2 separate regions of the Mus musculus genome follow, and region 2 is linked to region 1. A link is a contact called in public Hi-C data. All regions are on one chromosome and are shown on one strand. The core of a region is the stretch at or near the end of the contact, and the rest is flanking DNA. Distances in the headings are between cores, read along the strand shown.

What was found. A called contact is a pair of places that touch in the nucleus more often than the background predicts.
Region 2: a Hi-C map of cerebral cortex shows a contact between it and region 1, with 4 times the contacts expected there. The contact joins the promoter of Ajap1 here to the enhancer-like site in region 1. A contact is called at or near these places in 1 of 39 promoter capture datasets (pre-B cells), 1 of 484 Hi-C or Micro-C datasets (cerebral cortex), 1 of 115 datasets of contacts at active chromatin or transcription factors (embryonic forebrain) and 2 of 9 other capture datasets (adipose tissue and pancreatic islet).

Annotation. Positions count from the first base shown.
Region 1 is chr4:153,325,267-153,329,452 of GRCm38.p6, forward strand. No RefSeq gene overlaps it. Among named protein-coding and RNA genes, the nearest start is that of Ajap1, 160 kb to the right of the region's middle. Within about 2 kb of position 2,620, at least 9 of the 459 cell types and tissues checked have an H3K27ac peak or open chromatin away from gene starts, as enhancers often do. A contact at or near this core is called in cerebral cortex, where this site is marked.
Region 2 is chr4:153,480,945-153,485,001 of GRCm38.p6, forward strand. Ajap1 (adherens junction associated protein 1) reads right to left here and starts at 1,886. Exons shown (of 6, transcript NM_001099299.1): 1 at 1,185-1,886. The coding sequence starts at 1,213.

The DNA.
Region 1 (4,186 bases), core at 1,370-3,869:
TGCCCTCGGGAGGAAGCCGCCTGGAGTGCCTGATTGCCAGCAGTCTGTGAGCCCCACAGGCACAAGCTCCTTATGTACCATCTTACATCTGATGGAAGGCTCCTTATAGACCTGAGTCTGTCTGACAACACATTTGGCTAGGAAGGGATTAGAATGCAGGGTGGTCATTACTGTCCCTTGGTGTGTTGTGCTGCCACTAAGTGACAGAGAGAGAACCTCCAGCCCCCAGGCAGCGACGGACTGTCTGTGAGGCAGGCATCTGCTTGATCAATCACAATATGCAGCTGACAACAGAGATGGAATGCCACTCCTCAGAGACTTGGTGGCTCACCAGGGAGTGTTGGACTGTCAGAGGATGGAGGCTGTGGCTCCCTGTTCTGTTCGGCTGACTCCCCAGTAAGGGCTTTGTCTCTTAATGTCTAGCGAGGCTGGTTTAATGAGCTCCGAGCTCATACTGCCTTATGTAACTCGGGCAATCGGTTCACCAGGAAATGAGCATAAGGCTCTGCTACCGAGGCCTGGGAAAACCCTGTCTATCTTCAAAAGGTTGGAGTGGCATTTTTGGTATTTCCTTTTCAACGGACAGGAAATGAAGTTCGGAAAACAGGACATCTGTCCAGGGATGAGAACATGGCGAGGTGGTTGTAACTGCCTTTTCTTGGGTTGCAGCTGGGAATAGTTTGTGGCCTACTGTTACCAGGGATGAAACAGGCACAGTGGGAGGAAATGTGGAACCCTGTAACCTACAGAGAACTTTTATTGGAAATATATAACTTGATCCTCACAGCCATCCTTTGGGTGAGCATGAGGGCTACGGAGATTGCTCACTCACTTGGACAGAGTCCCACTAACATCCACGTGAGCTGACTTTTGGGGGGCTCCCTGATTACACTGGGGAAAATAAGGCTTAATGTGTTTAATCTGAGCCACTAAGACATGCTGGGACCAGTCACGGAAGCATCTAGAGGGGAGATACTGCAGGAAGAGCCATGGACCCACTCTGAGATACTCTAGACTCTTGGGTGGGACTGAAGGTCACTGGGGAGTCCTGGTTGAAGAAGTGCCCAGCTGTCAGAGGCCTGAGGCTCACATTCCGAAGCTTCTGTGAGAAGGGCTGTGGGTGCTGAGCTCTGGGGTCTCCTGTCAGAGCCATGGTTGGGAGCTTAGAAATGGGTTCATGTGGCTTGTTTTGGAGCATACATCCTTGCCTTGCATTTGAAGCCCTCAGTGGGGACAGACTTTCAAGTTAATTCGTAATAAAGTCCAGGACAGGGGTCAGATTTCCACTCACCTCCCATGCATGGTCAGAGCATAAAGGAGATCTGTGTGTGGCCCAGCATCTGGAAAGACAGAAGCTGCCATTTGAATGAATGAATGAATGAATGAATGAATGATGAATTGATGAATTCATCAATTGAATGAATGAACAATGAATGAACAAATAGGTCAGGATTATTCCTAACTGGGGTTTTGAGATGTGTGAAATTTTGCACACTCAGAGCTTACCCACGTTGTGGCGTTTCTGTTGTTTATCCAGCCACATACTTCACCTTCGATGTCCCCATAAGACAACACACATCTCATCTCTGTATTCGCACAGCTTGGGAACTCGGGGTCAAGTTTCTCTTCCACTGACTGGGAGAATGAGTGTCGGAGAAGCTGTATAGCCTCCCTCCCTGGCTGGCAGACATCAGGACCAGAGCCACGTCCTGACTTCTCAAGTCGCCCAGGTCAAAGTTCACACTGCCACCCAGGTCAGGGCAAAGGTGAGGCAGCCAATGTTGAAAGCTTCAGCCTCTGCCATAGGCAATCCCTGAGCCTAGAGCAGTGTACTGGCTCCTGTGCTGGGTCCTGGTAGGGCACACAGGATACAGAAATTAGTCAGGGTAACATTCCTGGCATGGAATGTTTGGAGCATGAAGCTGTGTTTCTAACCGGGTAACACAGGTGAACATGCTCTTTGGGTTCCCTCTGGAGGGCTCTGCCCTGACAGAGGAATGAGGGCTAGTTTTTTATGTGAGTATACTCAACTGATGCCAGCCAGTGTCAGAAGTACCTGAGAAGCAGAAGGAAGGCGGCCCGACAGCAGACCCCCATCCCTCTCACGTTGTAACCTAAGAGCTCTCTGAGTGTGCACACACCGAGCCTGACTCCATCCTCTTCCATCTGTGTCCAGATGACCTGCTCAACTCAGGAGTTCAGCTCCAGTGGCAGCTGTAGGTTCTTCTCTGGTCATCTGACTCAGGGTAGACAGGGTCTCACGGCCAATGTCTTCTGGGCTCATGCTGTGTCATCTGCACCTCTCTGCTTGCTCTAATCTCCTTAAGCTTCCGGAAGCCACGTGGCATGTGGCATGGAACGTACCAGACCTTTCTATAGATAAGGTTCGGAGGATTGAGCACAATGACCTCGGGACCCAGAGCATGATGCAGACTGGTCAAACCACTCACTTGATCTCACACACGGAGCAGACACCCCAGGGACCAAGGAATGACTTAAAGCTGGAATTCTAGAAAAGACCCTTCTTATTCTTGCAGTGGAAGGCTGTGGAAGCCTGAGCTGGCTCATGCCCCTGCCTGTGTTCTGGGAAGCTGCAGAGCTCTCGGAGCTGACGGCAGAGGAAGGCAGAGCTAAGCCCAGAATGTGTGAGCGCTCCTTTAGCTTCTCTCCGTTACAGCTCTGCCTTCAGCTGAATTCATCCCAACGTTTGCCACCGCGTGAGCCAATAAATCCCTATTTTTGCTTCAGACAGTTTGTGTCAAGTTTTGTGGCTTACAAAAGAAAAATCTGTAATGGATCCAGTCTTCTCTCACTTCCTGAAACTTGCATCAGGCAGGGAATCTACAGACTAAAGTGCCATTTTCAGAAAACCGAGAGAGACAGCATAAACATAAAGAAAAAGCAGCAGGCACCTAACACCGTGGCTGTCACACAGCGCCCAGCCCACGTGTGGGGTGTGTGCAATGCCTCTGCCTCTGCGGTCTGACCAGCTTGTGTGAGAGGATACTCGTTGTCTCTCCATAGCTCACTCCCTCACCGAAGTTTGCAGCTTCATGTGCCTCGTCTCTGTCAGAGCTAGGGCAGAAAAAATTAGTTTGATATATTTTAGAAACTCACTCTCTGACTTCAGCATGAATTTAAAGTGAGAAATGAGGCAGCCTGCTTGGGAATCCGGTGGCAGCTGTGTCCACCTCTGCTCTTCAGTACTTTTTATTATTTATTTTGTCTGTTGGGGACAAGGATGAGGGGACACGCTGCAGAAGTTAGTTCTCTCTTTCCAAGACTGGATCCTGGGCTCCAGCATAAGGGCCCAGACTTGGCAGCAAGAACCTTTACTCACTGGGTCATCTCACTGGCCCCTCTTTATTTGGTGTGTGTGTGTGTGTGTGTGTGTGTGTGTGTGTGTGTGTGTGTGTATGCTTGTGTGCATGCACATGCATGTGCACACTCTAGGATGTGTCTGTTCATGTGTGTGCATGTGTGTGTACATGTCTGTATGTGTGAGTGCATGTGTGTGAGAGAGAATGTGTGCAAGTACATGTCTCTGTGTGTTTGTGTGCATGCATGTGTGTGTGAGTGTATACATGTGTATGCTCACACACATACACATGCATGTGCACACTCTCAAGTGTGTGACTATGCCTATGAGTCTCTATGTGTGTATGTGCATGAGTGTATATGCATGTGAGTATCTGTGTGCATGTGTGTTTGAGTGTGTCTGTGTGTGCATGTGTGTTCATGCACATGCGTGTGCACACTCTTGAGTGTGTATCTGTGCCTGTGTATCTGTGCCTGTGTATGTGCATGAGAGTGCATATGCATGGGATTGTCTCTGTGTGCACATGTGTATGTGTCTGTGTTATGTGTGCATGCATGTTTGTGTGTGTGTGTGTGTGTGTGCACATGCTTGTGGGAGTCAGCTCTTTCTTTCTCTCTCTACCTTGTGGCCTCCAGGTTCTCTGGGAATCACACAACTTACATCATCAACAAGTGCCTTTCCTAGCTGAACCATCTTGCCAGTCGCTAAAGAAATGTTGTGCACACTTATGGTGTGTATCGACATAAATCAGTTGTGCGTGTGCTTTAGAGTCCGTGGCAGTCAGAGAACAACTCTCAGGGGTCACTACTCTCTTCCCACCAATGAAGTCAGGGGTCGAATCAAACACAGGTCATCAAGCTCCAGCAG
Region 2 (4,057 bases), core at 636-3,135, 150 kb after region 1:
CAGCTAGAAAACACTCTCATGCCAGTCTCCTTCAGACTTCTCAAAATCAGGTCGCGCGCATGTTCCTCCCTCCTTTGGCCCCACTTTCTCCCCAGCTTCATGCTGGTGGGGGTGGGTGACTGAGGCAGTCTGCTCCAGCAGCCACCGACCCCTTGTATCCTCAACACGGGAGCGCAGTGCATCCCAGTGGACAAACACTAGAAGCGCAAGCAGCCTTTCTCAGCTTCCATTTGTGATGTTCAACCTGGGTCCCAAATCCCGACCCAGGCGCAGCAGCTCTGGCCAGAGACCCCCTTACATGAAGGCAAGGGTAGTAGACACTGTGCTCTGTAAAGGGGGCAACTGCGTTCTGGGGACCCCAAGGCAGGATCCAGAGAAGCTTGAGCGACTCGGTAGGTGGGCAAAGTTTGCAGAGAAGGGTCTTTCTGGTCCGCCCCATAACCGCACTGGGCTTGAGTTCCTACTGGCCCGGAAGGTCCCGGACACAGACAAGCCCTGTGTGCCTGTGAGAGGTGCTTAGAGGCAGTTGCCTGTTGTCGCTTCCCCAGAATCCAAAAGCTCTCCAGACCCAGCTGTCTGCCAGCTGCGTGCGACCTTCTGCCCGGAGGTCACCCCAAAGCAGCTGGGTCGGCAGCTGTGCTCCTACTACACTTCAGTTCAGGGGCCCAGGGGCCCTAGGAACGGAGAGAAGGGCTGACGGAGCGGCTGTAGGGTTCTGGGCTTCTCCAACTCCACGGCAAAGCTGCTCGAGAACTGGGAGGGCCGGTGGCTCTCCCTGGCAGATCCAGCGTCAGCCCCGGCCCCCGAGTCCACCGCGCCCAATGGCCCGCAACTCGCGCCGGGCTCCGGAGAGGAGCCGCGCCGGGGCCGCCGGCCAGGACACTGCGCTGCTGGCGCCCTGGGCAGCGGGCGCGCCGGCCAGCCCCGCTGCCAGGTTACTGGGGCAAGCGCCCCTACCTCGACCCCACTCGACTCGCGGAGCGTAGGAGAACGGCCGCTCCCTGCCTCTCTCTGTCCGGCCTCAGGGACCAGCAGGCGGCCGCGCTCCGTGGCTTCGGGTGCACCACGCGGGCCGCCTCGGGGAGGCGAGAAGCCGTGCCTCGGTTTGCAACAGTGAGCAGCAGCCCAGCCTAGCGCCCACGCACCACCCCCCCATGCACCCTGCCTCCAGCCGGGTCGCTCACCTGAGTCCTAAAAGCTGTTGGATCCACATGGTCACGTTTCAGGGAACCCAGCCTCAGACCTTGCTTGCCCCAGCCATCTGCGCGGCGCCCGCGCCCGCTCGCTCCGGTCCCGTGGCGCCGCTCTTCGGCTTCGGGCCGCCGCCGCCACCCGCCGCCCGCCGCCCGCCGGCCGCGGGGCGCACAGCGAGTCAGAGCGCGGCCGCGCGGGGCTCCATGCCGGCCGGCGCGCCGCCGCCGAGGGGGCGCATGGCTCAGGCGGGCCGGCCCGCGGGGACGCACATCCTCCCGCCGGCTCTCGGGGCGCGGGGCCCCCACCGCAGGCCACACGGCGCGGGCGGCAGCGAGGCGGGCGCACTCCGGGTCTGTCGCCGGCCGCGAGGGTCCGAGGAGCGGGGCTTCGTCCTCCGGGGCGACGAGTAGCGAAGCGGGCGGCTCCGCAAGCCGTGCGAGGATCTAGCCTGCAGCCGGAGCTGCGAGGCTGTGATCGGTGTTGCCCGGGGGTTGAGAAGATCGCCCCTCTGGCCCACGCGGGTCGCCTCCACGCGCCGCCGGGTCGAGGGGCCTCTGTCCCAGGTTCTGACACCGATCAAGTTGCTGGAGAGCTCCGTCTAAGCGCTCGCTCTGCAGACAGCCGCGGCCCGGAGACTGCCAGAAGGCGGGCAGGGGAGGCGCGGGGCGAAGAAGCGTGGAGCGCGGGGCGTGGGGACGCGCGGCGGCGCCGCCGCGCGGAGGAGGCGCGCGGGGATCCCGGGCCCCGCCGCCCGCGCCCACCGCGCCCTCCGCAGAGCCGCCCGCGCCGCTCGGCCGCCTCCCTCTGCGCGTCTGCCTCCAGAAGCGCTTGCCCCCGCCTCCGCGAACGGGTCCCAACTCCGCCCGCCGGGCCCGGCTCACGTCACCCTCCTTCCCCGCCCCTCAACCTGGAGTCGGAGCCCCCAACCCGGCCGGTCGGCTTAGCTTGCCAGCCCACCTCGCTGGAGCTGGACTGGCGACCTGGGCTCTGAGTGGCCTGGGCGGCGCCAGAGAGAAGAACCGGGCCCACCCCTTCCCCATCCCTGGCCGCGTCCGGGTCTCCACCTTGGGAAAGGCTCGAAAGAGGCCGCAGGCTCCGATTGGACCGCCCGGCGCCGCCGGATGGTGTTGCCACGGTAACCAGATGGCATGCGAAGCAGTTAAGAGGTTCGGACCCTGTTCTAAGTACGCCCATTGAACGCAGAGGGCTGATTTGGGGAGAGGAGGTTCTCATGGGACTGGGGAGCTGAGGCTGTGCGAAAAGTTTCCTCCTGCGGAGCTGCACGGCGCAGGCGATGCGAGAGGCTGGGGAGGGTCCTCCTGGGGAGTCTCCCCACTGCCTGGGCCTGGCCTCTCTCCAGGCAGATGAAGTTTCAGCCTTTGGTTGGAGCATGCTTCTGCCCGGTTATTCAGTCTCCAGCGCAGTTCCCCCTCCTTCTTGGTTTTATGGCATCTGCTGTCTTCGCAGAGCCAGGGAGTTCTGAACCTGGCACTCCCAGACATCTTGCCCACTCTCCCACCCAGCACTCCCTGGTGCCTACCTGGTTAGTTGTGTCTGCATGTCCGGTTAGTGAAAGACAGGCTTTCTGTGGTCCCCTTTCACTGAAAGGAGTGACATAAAGGCAGAGGATCCCACGGAGGCCTTAGCTGCCTAGTCCCTGAGGAACTGTAGGAACAAAAGCCAGCTCTCAGCTCCACACATAGTGGGGAAGAAATGCAAAGCCAGGGGCCTTAGAAATGAGCTTCAGTCTGCGGTCTTCCTGCTTGGACTTTAGAGTCAGAGCCGGGAAGGTAAAGAGAGGCAACTGGGGACTTGCCAGGGTGCTGCAAGCAAGTGACTTCAGCCCAGCAGTTGCCCCCCTCAGGAGAGAGAGGGTGAGGCCTCCCTGGGAGGGTTGCTGGGGGGGGGGGAGGAGCCAGTCTTCCTGGGATTCACTGTGCACCCAGGCAGGTCCTTTTCCCTGAGCCTCCAGTCCAAGGTTTTTGGCAGCCAGAGATTCTCCCCACCCAGGCTGGACAGGACAACATGGTTCTGTTTTCCCTCTCAGGCCCTAAAGAAAGTATCTGGGAGCAAGGTAGCATGGTTGCAAGAGACTGAAGTTAGGTATGGGGTGCTACTGTCTTGGGGTCCTATGTCTATTACGCAACCTCTCCGACTCTTGGCTTTCTCATCTTACAAGACCCGTTTCCGGTGCTTTCCCTCAGGAGGTTTTAATTAGGACTAAATGAGTTGGCCCAGCGCACGTGCAGCTGCGACTAGCTGTGTGCCAGTCTGTCGTCCAGAGAGACACCCAGGTGACTCAGCGCTTTGAATGCCTGGTCACTTCTGGGTCCTCTTCCCGCAGAGCCCTGGTCCTGGGGGTTGGAGGGAGATGATCTTACAAAGTAAGGAGGCAGGGAAGTCCTAGCGGACGGAGCAAGCTGGACCCAGTTGCCAACCAGGAAGGAGATGCCTGCACTGCTGCCACCTAGCGGGAAAAGCTGGGGTGCTGCAAAAAGAGGGCCTTCCAGCAGCCTGTAGAGTCCTTAGGGAGACTTAGCCTGGGCAGCCAGGTGACTGGAGGTGGGGGTTCTGACCTGCTTTCTTCTACAGACCTTTTCACAGGCTTAGGAGACCCACTGCCCTTTGGGAAGGTGGCAAATCCCGTTCAGTCTGAGATGTTACTGAAATGTATTCTCAAAGATAACTCTAACAGGATTGGGATACAGCTGGAGGAAGAGCCTGTGTTTAGCCTGGATAAGGCCCCAGGTTCAATCCCCAGCAAACGCCCAGAAAAAGATTAATGAAGTCAATGTATGACTTAATAATGTATGCTCTTGGGGGCTGGTGAGTTGGCTCAGAGGTTCAGAGCACTGCCTGTTCT